Linked DNA regions of Mus musculus: region 2 is linked to region 1. The links are chromatin contacts, called in public Hi-C maps. All regions are on one chromosome and are shown on one strand. Each heading gives the region's core, a stretch centred on a gene start, on an enhancer-like site or on the middle of the called end of the contact. The rest is flanking DNA. Distances are from core to core; before and after follow the strand shown. Region 1 has its middle 71 kb from the start of C330024D21Rik. Region 2 overlaps Atp8a1 (ATPase, aminophospholipid transporter (APLT), class I, type 8A, member 1).

The links. A called contact is a pair of places that touch in the nucleus more often than the background predicts.
Region 2: a contact with region 1 is called in a Hi-C map of the N1E-115 cell line, with 2.3 times the contacts expected there. The contact joins two enhancer-like sites. A contact is called at or near these places in 2 of 39 promoter capture datasets (the C10 cell line and liver), 5 of 484 Hi-C or Micro-C datasets (the N1E-115 cell line, cerebral cortex, cortical neurons and 2 more) and 1 of 115 datasets of contacts at active chromatin or transcription factors (epiblast stem cells).

What each region holds. Positions count from the first base shown.
Region 1 is chr5:67,531,320-67,538,266 of GRCm38.p6, forward strand. No RefSeq gene overlaps it. Among named protein-coding and RNA genes, the nearest start is that of C330024D21Rik, 71 kb to the left of the region's middle. Within about 2 kb of position 3,187, at least 26 of the 459 cell types and tissues checked have an H3K27ac peak or open chromatin away from gene starts, as enhancers often do. A contact at or near this core is called in the N1E-115 cell line, where this site is marked.
Region 2 is chr5:67,626,513-67,633,459 of GRCm38.p6, forward strand. Atp8a1 (ATPase, aminophospholipid transporter (APLT), class I, type 8A, member 1) reads right to left here. Exons shown (of 37, transcript NM_001038999.2): 34 at 4,975-5,063; 35 at 4,179-4,271. Among named protein-coding and RNA genes, the nearest start is that of Gm15478, 9.9 kb to the right of the region's middle. Within about 2 kb of position 3,254, at least 5 of the 459 cell types and tissues checked have an H3K27ac peak or open chromatin away from gene starts, as enhancers often do. A contact at or near this core is called in the N1E-115 cell line, where this site is marked.

The DNA of each region.
Region 1 (6,947 bases), core at 1,937-4,436:
GGTGCTCACTCTGCCAGGAATATGCAGCATTGTCAGATCTAGATTCCGCGTATAATTTTAAAAAGTCCACCGTTCAGACCCATTTGATTTGATTGTTATGCTTTCCCCTCATTTCCATTCAACTTAATGAGCTTTTTATCTGTACTGTTTTAAGGCAGATCACTAAGAACCTTCCCTTTAAATATTTCAGTATGTTTTAAAAAGGCACTGTTAAGTAAAAATATTTTTAAGTGAAGATGTGGTGGCGTTCAGATAAAGGTTTACCACACACTAAACCACTGAACACTAGAACTCATTTACTCCTTTCATTATTATTTTCCTTTTTGGTGGTGTTGTGCCTTCCTCATGCCAGGCAAGCACAGACAATCGTATCTGTCATACGGATCTGTCTTCCGTTTTGGGTGAAATTGACACCAACTCTTCAGCACCACATTCAGCACCAAACACAAATTCAAATCGTAATTATTTGTGGTGCTGATGATGGACGTCTGAACTAGGTACGAGAGAGGCAAGCAGTATAGCCCTGAGCAGTACTCTCGGCACAAAGGACACTTATATCCGGATTTTCCAGACTGCCCCTCATTGTACAAACGAATGATGTAAAAAAAACATATATATATTTTTTTCTCACCCTTTACTTAAAACACAGGACTTGGGCTGAAGAGATGGCTCAGTGGTTAGGAGCACTGACCCAGGCTCAATTCCCGGCGCCCACATGGCAGTTCACAATTGTCTGTAACTCCTGCTCCAGGGCATCTGACACCCTCATGCATGCAGGAAAACCACCAGTCTCCTCCTCCTCCTCCTCCTCCTCCTCCTCCTCCTCCTCCTCCTCCTTCTTCGGACCCCTGAGGATGGGGAGAGGGGTCTAAATTGCTGTAGCCCTGAGAAGAATAGACTGACCTTTGGCTGTGGTCAGACAACTTCAGGGTAAGGGTAATGAGGCCATATATTCATCTTCCCAGAAAAAAAAAAAATCTTACCCATCTTACCATTATGGACCAGAGGCCTTTTCCTGGCCAACTTCCAAGCATTTTCTCAACGGCTAATGCTCACTAATCCTCAGCCTGACATTATCTTCGTTTTAGCAGCATATCTGGCTTTCGATCTGAATTATAAGCCACATGCAATAAAAGGGAACTGGAAATGATTCAAAGCTTTGCCAGGTATTCTGAGAAGCCCAGCTCATCTGTACGCAGGCGCAATACAGGCAAACTTCCGCTAGAGGGCGGCCTCAGACTGCATGATACCCTGCAGTTCTCCGGAACAAGTGGAGACTGCAGAGGTGCAAACCTCAGCCGACAGAGCAGCATGAATGTGGACGCATGCTCCCCCCCCCCCCCCGCTAGCAAATAATATCTATTTGTTGTTGTTTTGTCCCCCCACTTCCGGATTGGCTTCAATGAAAATCTGGCACATGTGGTAAAGAGAAATATGGAAGATTTCCTTTCGTTTCCTTTGCGAGTGAGCAGTGAACCCTCACTTACCTCTTAGGGAATTTGCAGTGTTGTATTTATAATTATCAAGAGAGGGAGGGAAATTAAAAACTTCGACTGCTTAGCTCTTCCGCAGTTGGTCTGTGGGCCCGAGGGACACTCCAGGAACTCCGTGTTCTGGCTTAGCTCCGTGGAAACCCTCAGGAATGGCCATTTGACCTCTCGCTGGGCCACCGGAGGAAATCAGCTTTGGTTAGATCAGATGAGACATAATTGGCTTTGGACTCGTTAGCGCACACTCCAGGCGAGCATTCCTTGCTGTTTTGAAAGGCCTGTGTTTTACTTGGATCAGCTCAGTGTACAGGGGAGTCAGTCACAGCTTGGGTGGCTGGGTGGATTAGCATTTTGTTTCCCAAGATCTGCTCTGCTTCTGGGTCTCCCCAGTTGACACGGTGCCGGGCTCAACCCCCAACTCCCGGCCTGAGGTCAGAGAGAGGGATATGTCTGTTGGCCTGCAAGGGTGGTTTGTAAAGAATATGGGGTCTGGGTGAGTTGAGAGGTGTTCAGGCCTTAGGTTCTGGAACCATGAATTTGCATTTGCTGGATCGAGAAGAATGCAAAAGTGAATAGATTTCAGCATCGGGAGTGGTGTAACTTTGTCCTCTGCCTCTAAGTCATGGCCCTGCCCAATCACTTTCCAATAATCAGAGTGATCCTTTTAAAACGTACCTCAGCTACAAAGTTTGAAGAGAGCTGGGGGTGGGGTGGGGTATGGAAGAAGCCGGAGAGAGAGAGGAGGGTACGGGAGAAGTTGGCGTGGGAAGAGTAGAGATGGATGCGATCAGTATACGTTGTATTCGTATTCATTCCTGACCTGCTCCTGAAGCATACTGAGTCTTTATATGGTGGCGCCCTGCCTCACGTGTAAGCAAAAAGTTCAGCTTCATACTGTCGGTGGTGGACCTTAGTATCATTTTGGAAGCCATTTATAATAAGGTGGGTTGGGTGTTTACTGCAAGAGAACGCAGTGAGCTTTATTGGGATTTCAAAGAGCAGTTTACTTGGTTTGAGTTCTACACCTAGAGCTTACAAAGGATGCTTCCGAGAGGCTCCGACGATTTTGGTAAAGCAAAGGGCCTTGACCTCTGTCCGTCTGTCTATCTATCATCTATCTATCTATCTATCTATCTATCTATCTATCTATCTATCTATCTATCTATCTAGAATGACTTTATTTTTCTAGAGGTCTCCTGTGTAGGCAAAGTGATTGAATGATAGATCTATCTATCTATCTATCTATCTATCTATCTATCTATCTATCTATCATCTATCTATCTATCTATCTATCTATCTATCTATCTATCTATCTATCTATCATCTACCTATCATCTTTTCTCAACATCTCAATCACTGGTAAAGGAGAATATATAGTAATCTGAAAATCAGTTACGAAGAGAAGCAATGACTGCAGAGACCTGCAGGCGGAGCTACTCAGCAGTCTGACTCCCTAGGAAATTGGTTCTTTGGGGGGTTTTGTTTCTCTTTCTGCAGCTGTTTCTTTTCTCTCCAGGTCCTTCTGCTTTCTGGGCAATGTCCAGTAGCCTTCTCTCACGGTGATTCTGATGTTGCCTGTGACTTCTACTTACTTTGTGGAATCACCATCGGCCACGGTCTGGCTCTGCCCAGTAACGTCGTTGTATTGTATGAATGAAAATGATTAGTTGTTGACCCTCAGTTTAGGTCAGTTGTTGACCTAAAGACCGTTTAGGGATCTGACCCAACAACACCCCAAAAGTGCTTCGGAATAGACGTTTTTCCTCTCAGAAAGGTTGCAGAAGGAAGCAGACAGTGACGTGTTATGGCTTGGACAGTTAAATTGGTGAACATAAGAGATCCGGATTGCCGCCTTTTAGAATGCACGAGCGTATTTGTCTCCTCTTTGCTGCTTGAACAGCGTCTTCCCCAGATTAAGACAGGGACATCTCAGCAGAATTTAGCACTTAAGTTAAAATTTTAAAATAGGAACTTAAGTTCCATAAAGAAACAGGGGCCTCTCAAGGTAGGCTCTGTAGAGAGAAAATGGGGCTTTGTGAATGATAAAGGGCACCTGTCCATTTCAAGAGCAGTGGAGTGTGTTTGAATTTGCGATCTGGACTGAGAATTTGGTTGCAAACCTCAAGGGTAGAGGCTTGGGACGTGCTGAGTGGTCTCCTGTAGTTCCTGGGAGCTGGGGCGGAGGCGAGGCTCGAGAAGAATGAGAGAAGTTGCTGAGCTACAGAGCCGGCTCCCCTCCTAGATGTGGATGGAAGGTGCCGGGAGAGAGACAACGCCCACGCAGGTATGTGGACTCCTGTGTTAGCGTGGCTTATTGCTTCTTTCACGAGGACTACTCGGAAAACTGCCAATCCCTTCAAGAAGGCCCTCGTTTAACACGGAGCTAGTCATGGGCCCAGTCAGGGTACATGGAACGTATCCGAGTTAGTTATCGAGGTGATGGATGGACCTGCGAAGCCAGGATGTGTACAGGGTACCTTCAAGACTCTGAACGCTGGGGTAGAAGAATAAAGAAGACTCTAGGGTCAGAATAAGCCTCCAGCAGTAGGGAGTTACAAGTTACAGTAATCCATTGTATCCGCTATTAAACAGTAAGAACACAGCTCTGGACCAACAGTTCGTAGCCACCATAAGGCCTGGGAACATCCCTTCACTTCTGAGTTGGGGCGGGGACTTTTGGAGAAGAGAAATAGCCCTAGGAACAAAGTGGCTGTTGTTCTGAGCCATTTTGGGATTTCTGTGGCAATACTTCTCCCTACACGTGTTCTCCACAGTGTTCTACTGAGCTCTTCACACTGGAGCGTTGTGTTCTGAGAGCTGCTGGCCTGTCTTTTCCGGCAGCCAGGATAAGGCCAAGAACAATTGCTAGTGCCTGTGTTTCTAGAATGTGACATCAGTCTTACACAAAATATGAGCTTAATAATTAATTTTTAAAATTTGGGTTTAATTTAATAAAAACAGGTAGTAGAGGTGATTGCATGTAGGATTTCTTCACCACAGGTACCTGCTAGCCTGATGTAATCACCATTAATTATTATTATTATTATTATTATTATTATTATTATTATTTTGTTTTTGAAACAGAATTTCTCTGTGTAGCCGTGGCTTTCCTAGAATTCACTCTGTAGACCAGGCTGGCCTTGAACTGGGAGATTTGCCTGCCTCTGTCTGCAAGTGCTGGGGTTAAGGGTGGGTGCCACCCCCCTATTGCTGGCTTAATGGAATCAGCTATAAACTCTCTTTCAATCCCATAATCTAGAGGACGATTTATATGTGCACGCTGAGGGTGCTCATGGGACCAAGAATATACCCATAACATCCCATGAAGCCTGGAGTTGCTTCTGCACGGAGGAGAAAATTGAAGTTTTAGATTAGAAACTTTAAAGACTTACTGTTCTTATCCCTTTTGCCATTATATTTTGATTACATGCTCTATAATTAGATGTTGAAAAAGCTAATGCATATTAATCTTTGATTGATTTGATTACCTGTCCTAATTATACTTTGATCACTTTTGATAAATATATTGACTCATATTTTATTTACCTCACTATGTTCTTTGTGTAGCTATGCTTTGATAAAATCTGATTACATCTTAATATTTGATTGCTTTGAGTAGTTCTCATTCTAACCATTGCGAAGTGGGATCACATTAGCTCTGAGGTACCTGACTTGTGGCAATGAACGTAGATTCTGTAATAAACCATGCCCAAATTGGATGTTCCTCAATACTTAACACCTTATAACAGTGAGTGGATCCCATGACCTCTCTGGCCTTCAGTTTCCTTACCTCTAAAGCAGAGATAATAATAAAAGCTACTTAGTGGGAGCCAGGTGGGTTAAATGAGACATTATGTAGGCTAGTCTGGCTGGGCTTGAATTACCATTTTAGATAATTCTAATGTATAGCTAGCACTCCCTACTCCTACCTTAAATCTATTTGCATGAGCTGATAAAGGGTCTCCGTTTCAGAGTGGAGGTCCAGGGGAAATAGAGTTTTGGGGTAGGATATGCTGATGACCGGGAGAAGAAAGAAGAGAAAGATGCTGTCACAGTCTGTGGTAGACACCGCTTTCCCAGTCAGGCCAAGAGTCTCTACTTGGTATTCTCCATAAAGAAGGGCATGACTGACTAGACAGAAACCCACCCATGGGCACAGGGCTTCAGTGTCATGGCGTGAGAGTGTTTAAGTATGGGTCCCTCAGAAGGCTTGTCAGAGAGAGAGCACCTTGTGCACACTGCCTTCTGGTCCTGCAGAAGCAGAGGCACAGGGAGACTCTCCAGTATGTATGGGAAGGATTTTACAAGACTCTAGACAGAGCCAGGAGCGTGTCCCACCCTCATGCTACGGGCTGCCTGGCATTTCAGGGCCGTGTGGAAGACTTCTGACCAGCATTCTAATGCAGTTTTGAGACACTGGTGTGCACGTGACTGTGATGGGAGGAGGTGACTCTGGCTTACGTATTATCATATCTAGAAATTATGGAACACTTAGCTCCAGGTACTTTGTGCAACATTTTATGGATATTGTCACTGCAGTCGTTCCCACAACCACAACACTAGAACTTTTATTGTCCCTGTATCAGAGGCACAGAAAGAGTAAGATATTGCTTCCAGCATGCTACTGAGTAGCGCATGATAGAGTAGGATTTGAATCCAGAAGGTTGGGTGTCTGCTAAGATTCCCATGATCTTCTTTCCAAGAGGAGTTGAACCCCACCCCATCCTCCAGAGACTTGGAGTTAGAGGTGCACAGCCGTTGCCTGAGCCTGCCATCCTAGAACCCATTGAAATGGCTACTTGAAGATGTTGATTTGGCCAGCTCTTTCCTCTGCCTAGGCCCTAGCCAGTGGTTCTCAACCTGTCGGTTGTAACTCCGTGGGGGATGCATATCAGATCCTTACGTTATGATTCATTACAGTAGCAGAAGTACCGTTATGAAGTTGCAATGAAAATAATTTTCTGGTTAGGATCACCACAACATGAAGAACTGTATAAAGGGTCATGACATCAGGAAGGTTGAGGACCGATGATAAAGGACACTGTGTTTGGGATATACAGCCATTGGCTCAGGCCACTGCCTGGCTCGAGACCCCAATGAGGTATTTTTTCATGTTCCAGGTGACTGGCCTAGTAGCTCCGTTCTTTAGTCAGAGTTTTAGAGATGGAGACATGGAAACGTTCTCCACCAGAACAGTGCTCTCTGGGGCTCCTATAAGAGCCTGTCTTCGTCTCTGACCCAGCCTACATTCACAGTCCATACAGCAATAGAGGGGCCTGTCTTCTCTTCAGTGAGGGACCGGGGAGTGTTAATGGGCTGCTGGCACTGGGCCACTGGAGAAGCTGTCCACCCACTGGCCTCGTTGGCCACCCTCCAGATGATCCCACAAGTCCTGGGAACATGGAGAGCAACAACCAGATACAAATAGGAATGCCACTAGGGTGACCCTGATTCAGA
Region 2 (6,947 bases), core at 2,004-4,503, 95 kb after region 1:
AGAGAAGGAACACTAAAACCACACTAAAACCACATCTATTACAATTCTTAGGGAGCAGTTTCTCTCAGTCTTGTAGGGCCTTTCATTTACATACCAAGATATGCAAATTCCAAGCCTGTTTAATCACACAGTAACTATCAGTTAGACACTGTTGCTTCATTTCTAACTCATGGCAATCATTTAACTTAGGTATTTGCTGGAAGTAAATGAAAAGACATTGTATTTAACTATAGTATTTCTTCTAGAAACACAGAAATATGTTACAGTTGGTAAAAACTCATATACAGTCAAAGAATGTTTTATTTTAAAGGAATTTTGGTCACTTTTGAAGGACAGTAAAGTGGCATTTATTGGTTTGGTGAGCTGGTTAGTTTTCATCAACTTGACTTAAACCTAGGCATACACAAGAAGAGGGAATGTTAACCGAGGAACTGCCTCCGTGAGGCTGGTCTGAGGGCAACTCTGTGGGGGTGTTTTCTTGATTGCTAATTAATGTGGTAGGGCTCAGCCTACTGTGGGCCATGGGCCTGAGCTGGTGTCATGGCACCCTGAGCTGGTGGACCTTGACTCTGTAAGAAAGTACCAGAGAAAGGAAACCAGTAACATTCCTCCATAAAAAGTAGCTGACCAGAGAAAGGAAACCAGTAAGTAACACTCCTCCATGGTTTCTGCCTTCAGTTCCAGCCCTGGCTTCCCTGGATGATGGTAACCTGTAAACTGAGACAAACCCTTTCCTCTATAAGTAAACACACATCTAGTCATGAAAGGGTTAATGTACAGCATGGTGAGAAAGCAGTGCTGCTGAAAGAATGAACCACAACCCTAATGGGCCTAATCTCTGCCTAGGAGGAAGTAATACTCCATCCCCTTTCACGGTAGTGATGGGCACTCTGAAGAAAAGCCCTTACAAAAAATATTGCAAAAATTACTGTGTGCATATGTACATACGTGTTGTGCTGTATTTTTGGCGAATGTTATTCACTAGTGTAGTTGTCTACATGTGTGCATGAACACGTGGAAGGATGGATGGTGTGCCTGTTTTTGATCATCCTCTACGTTTAATTTCTGAGACAGGATCTTGTCAGTCAACTGAAAGCTCACTGAGCAAGGGTCTGGCTCAACAGATGAGCTTTGGGGATCTGCCAGTCTCTGGCCTCACAGCCAGGGTTTATAGTCATGCTCTGCTATGCCTGGCTTTTAATGTGATCTGAACCCAGGCGCTAAAGATTCCATGGAACTATACTGGCAATCCATCTTAGCCCCAGAATAGCTTTTCTATATGGTATTTCCCACAGACTATGTCCTGCCATATTGACATAAATACCACAGGAGAAACTGGAAGATATAATTTTGTTAGTTCTAGGACAATGCCAAAATTGCTTTCCACTAAGAAACAATACTAAGAAGCTGGGAGCAAGTGTCATCGCGTTCCTCCATGAACAAATCATCTGTCACCCATAGTCCCTAGTCTCGTCTATATGCTGAGACTATGCGACAAACAGTGGGAAAGTCGATGAAGCCTGACCCAAAGACCCTGAACTCAGATCTGTTAAGAAACCGATTAGCTAGCTCTGCTGGCTAATGGCCACAGCTGAGTAGCAAACTGTGAGTCTCATTATCATTATTTACCTAGACACCATAAGATACACATCACACATACTCCAGCAATAGCCAACAGTCTCTCCATAACCCCTCACCATCCCCCACACCCCAAGATAGTTTTTGAGTGTGTGCCTATTCAAACACTGTGAAGGGCATGAGACCATCAGGGGTCGTGCTGCATCACTTCCCACCTTATTCTTTACAGACAGCATCTTTCACTAAATTTGGAAACAGGCTGACTTTAGCAAGCCCCGACAATCTTCCAGCCTCCACCCCTCCACCGTGCAGGGGTTGCAGGCATGGGTGAGCACACCCAGCTTTTGACGTGGTGCTGGAGACTTCCCCCTGGTCCTAACGCTTACACGGCAAATGCTTTTCTCCCCTAAGCTGTCTTCCAGCTCTGGCCTCTGGTTTTTGAATTCACCCTGTTTGTTATGGCTGTTTGATAAACATCTAGGTTAGCAGGACAGCTTTCCTGCCCTGTTGCTGTCTCCTGCAGACCCTTCTGCTTTGCCCCTCCTCGAGCTGCTCTTTTAGCAGGAAGCCACCAGTGAGCAGCAAGAATGCAGGTATGTGCTGGACCAGGGCTTGGCTTGTAGTATTTACTTAGGTATAACTCATTCCCGGAAGAAAGCTGAATAGATATTTTAAAAGGCAAAAGAGCTGGGAAAACTGCAGGGTGGGGTGGGGTGGGGTGGGGTGGATATCTGAAGTCTTTTAAATAGAGTAGTTCTATGGGGGTATAATCCGGTTCTTTCTGGTTTACATTCACCCACTGATTTTTCAAACTTTATTTTATGTGTCCTGTGTTTTGTCTGCATGTATGCAGGTGCACAGCCTACATGCTTGGTGTTGGTGGAGGTCAAGAGGGGGGTGACAGAGCCCCTGGGATTGGATTTATTGATGGCTGTGAGTTGCCATGTGGGTGCTGGGCATCCAAAGCAGGTCCTGTGCAAGAGTGACAAGTGCTCTTAACCCCTAAGCCCTCTTTCCAGGCCCTGCTGGTTTATTTTTTATTTAGTGGAAGGGGCTACACACATTGCTGACTCATAGAATGATTAGGATCTGGAGTCCATCATTTCAGTCCTAGGCGACCTTGTCAGTAACTGGTAAATGACAAGGAGGGGTGAATGCAGGCCTTGGCAACATACTTGCAAAGGAGAATATACTCGAAACACAGAAACAGTATCATCAGTGGCCCTTCTCTTCTATTTCTTACTTTATTTAGTTTCATGAGCTAGAATGTTTCTTTACCCTTTGTATCACTGAAAGAGAGAAAACAAAGACAGAAAGAACGTAGGTCCCAGGCCACAGAAAAGGCGCTTTCATTTAATGAACCCTGTGATGCTGAACTATTCTTTGGAGCAGGATCTCTTCAATCAACTGGCCTAGGTTCAAGGCTGACAATTTTTGGGACCCAATCTCTCCGAGCCCCCGTGTTCTCAACTGGACAGGACCTGTTGGCATTGTGCTGCTGTCTGGGTTCAGTGGATCTGTGTATACAGAGCACAGCGAGGAGCCCGAGTGACCGGATATACTGGAGATATGCTGGGACCATTAAGTTCAAAACATAGCTCCACAGTAGTGTCACATGGGCTGCTCTGAACCAATGAGAGGCTGTAAGGCTCGGAGGTCAGGGCCTCAGCTTCAGCTCCCACTCTAACATCAATACCAGTCCGTCAAACTGAATAAAAAATGCTGAAGCAAGACTAAGGTGACATACTGCTTGATAAAAAAGTGTTTCCTAAGGGCTTTAAACAAAGCCTCTGGGCTGGCTAGCAGGATGAGAGGGAAATGAAGTGCGTCCCCAGTGCTAGCTGCGTGGTTATGTCTTATTCTGGATTGCTTGTAGGTGATTTTCTTTTGTGCATGTAGTACATTTATCAGCCATCTAGCCTTGTGGTTTCAGAGGATGGGGTGGTAAGGAAAAAAGCCTGGAAAGTGGAACTCACTCTTTGGATGACCTGGGTCTAGGCTGGTTCCTAAGACTTCACTAGGCTGAAAGCACAAACCGTAATTCTGATTTCAGACCTTTAAAAATTATTAATACTGTTTCGAGATAAAAATTCTTTTCCTTAAAAAAAATTGTTATAAAACAACAAACGCTTGACACTATGCTACGTATTTTATAGTCTCTCTTTCAGTTCTTTAGTTTGTCTTTAGAGACAAGGTCTTAATAGGTAACTGAGGTTGGCCTGACATTTCCCATGCAGCAGAGGCTGGCCTCTAACTTACGATTACTTGCCTCAGCCACCTAAGTGCTTTGACTAAAGGTCGGTCTCTCCTTGTTTCCATTGTTTCACTTAAGCATTACAGCCAGTTTAAAGGAGGCATGTGAGTCCCATTTTATTGATGAAAAAATTGAGGCTCTGTTCATTAAGAACTTGTCTAAGATAACAGACTATTTAATGCTAGATCTGTCTTGAGCCCCTACCTCTCTGATTCCAAAATCTGTCAACAATACCACCAGTCCCAAGTCAGATGATAAATGCCAGCTATATGGCTTATTTCCCACCACCGGTAAGAACAAAATGTAAAATTCTCTTTTGAAAGAACATGTTCCATCTGCTTTTTACCTCTTTCCAAGTACGACTGCGCCCGGGTCTTGAGATTTCGCCTCAAGCTCCTGAACTTCATCCACTAAGGTTTTAAAGGCCGTCCTCTTGATGCTGTGGAGAGAAGAGGATCTGCATGGAAACTCTCCTAGGAAGACAAGGATGCGGGCATGTGGCTTACTGTCTCGCTGCTGGCAAGCAGGGCCTTAACAAGGGACAAGGAGAGCTTTCACAAATCTTAAAAAGCTAGGACACTTTTATTTAGCAATATAGGGACAATAGTCTTAACAACTAACTGAGATTTTATAATACTAAAATAGCTGCTAAATAAACATTAACTTTAATAGCTATATTACAAGAAAATATTTAAAAATATAACTATTAAGAAAAATTGCAAAGTTTTTGTTGCCTTTATATTTTATATATATTTAGAACCAGGGAAGCAAGAAATTTCTTTTCACAATACGTAAAAGATATGTTTGGAGGTGAAAATCATTTCCTTTCTGTTTTGAGGTCTTGCAAGTGATTTCTAAAGATCAGATATTTTCTGATGATATTTTCTCCAATCCAATCAAGGCACCTCTCCTTGACGTCACCTGAACACACCCACTTTATTTCTCATTTTGCTTTTTAAACTAATTTAGTTTTCTCATTCTTGATTCATGCCTCCCTTCTTTAAAATTGGTAAATACCACTGGTACCTATTTTGCACAGTTTACATGTTTGGGAACCACAGGGCCCCGAGGGGTGACGTGCGTGCATGCGTGCGTGCGTGCGTGCGTGTTACTTCGTTTTTAGCCAAAGATCACATACTCACACTTTGTACAGCACATCCAGAAGCAAGGACGCCACAGGGATGGAGAGCAAGCCCACCCAGAAGACTCCAGAGCTGAAGAGCATGGCTGCCTGCGAACATCATCACAGACAGTTGACATTTCCGCAGAGCTAAGACATACACCAGTCACACTTAGTGTCTTAGCTTAATTTAAGTAAGGTAGCTTAAGTAGCATTTTATAAGGGGAAAGACCATACTCTGGATTCAAACTCTTAAGATGTTTATAATTAAAAGCCATGTTTGTCTTGGCATGCCTTTATGCGCCTTTTCCCTCTCAGGTAGCTGATGGAGAAGGTTTAACCATGCATCAAATCTTTTCATATATATGTGTGTGTGTGTGTGTGTGTGTGTGTATGTATGTATACATACACACACACACACACACACACATATATATATATGGATTTTAAAAATGATTATATACATTATATACACATTATATATGGATTTAAAAAATGATTGTGCTTAATGACATGAAATGTAAATTTTGACCTTTTCCAATAGAGCATCATCATCATCATCAATCTTTCTGAAGAAATCCAATATACTCTTGAATTAAATGAAATCAAATGGCATACAAGATAATTCATATTTAGAAACAAAATTTACCAATTCTGGCACATGAAAATTAACTTGATACTTATCACATTGCAAGCCATTAAAAATCATCCAGACATATTATGACAATGGTGCAATCAAATTAAGATATCTATGAAAGTATCAACTTGATTATTTGGGCAAGTGGATAGACATAATGTTATTCTAGCTCAATGATTTACATAAATTTTATCAGTGTATATCTATTATTACTAAAGTCAACCCAAAAATCTAGTATGTGAAACTCAAATAAAGGTATACTAAAATTAACTTTAATTATCTCATCGCATTAAATCTTAAATTGTGTATCAGAGCCTGTCAGACTATAAACAGAAATTGTTCTATGATTTAAAAAAGGTAATAAATTCTATTAGTTGTTTGTGATTAAAATAAAGTAGCATCATTACAAAGTTAGATTACCCAGAGTTTAAAAAGAACTGATTTGCACAATAAGAGACATATTTTGGTTTTACTTCTGTGAGTTGATTTGCTTCTCAAGGGCAGGCCTATAGTACTCATTCCGTCTGTAAATAAACTATTATATTACAATACAAAGTTGTCAAGTAACACATGCACACCTACCTCCTGCTACAAATCATACAAGAAGGGTTGGGTTTTTTGTTTTGTTTTGTTTTTTAAACTTGAATTCAGGAATTAAGATGATCTAGCATTTAATTCTACATACAGTAACAATTATTCATCGTCCTAGTCCATCAATCCTCATCAAATAGGAAGGTAATTTAAAATTATGACTTGGGTCTCCTTTTCATTTTGATCCTCAAAGGGGTACCAGGAACTCCTCCCATCTTCTCTGCACGAATGCAGGTTACTGATATGGACTGTCACTCAAGGATGCTAAGCTTCCCCCTGCCCCTGTAATATGGGGCTGATATCTCTGCCCGTTTAAAATAAAAACATGCCATCGGTAAAAATCTCTGAAAATAAAATCTGTTTGCATGGGTTCTGAAGAACCGCATGCGTATTCTAGACATCAACTCGTGAAAAATATGCCCATAAAAGTCACTTTATTTAATAAGCAAAACATGATCTGGGACAGTTGGTTGACATCCTCAATAGTGAAAACCAACAGTAATTATGTAACAGGAAATGTCTATCACCTCCAGGGCCTTTGTTTCCATTCAAGGACGCCTTCTAGGAAGGTAACAGCTATTAGAAAACAAAACAACCCTAAACAAAACAAAAACCCTTTCATGACTTTTTCTTCCTGGGGAAAAGGGTAAGATGAGATGCTAAGTCATGGAAGCGAAAACACCTTTGCCTGGCTTATGTATTTTAATGTTGAGAACAAGAGAAGAAAAGACTTCTTGCCTTTGGCCGCTGTGTATTAACCTCAAGTT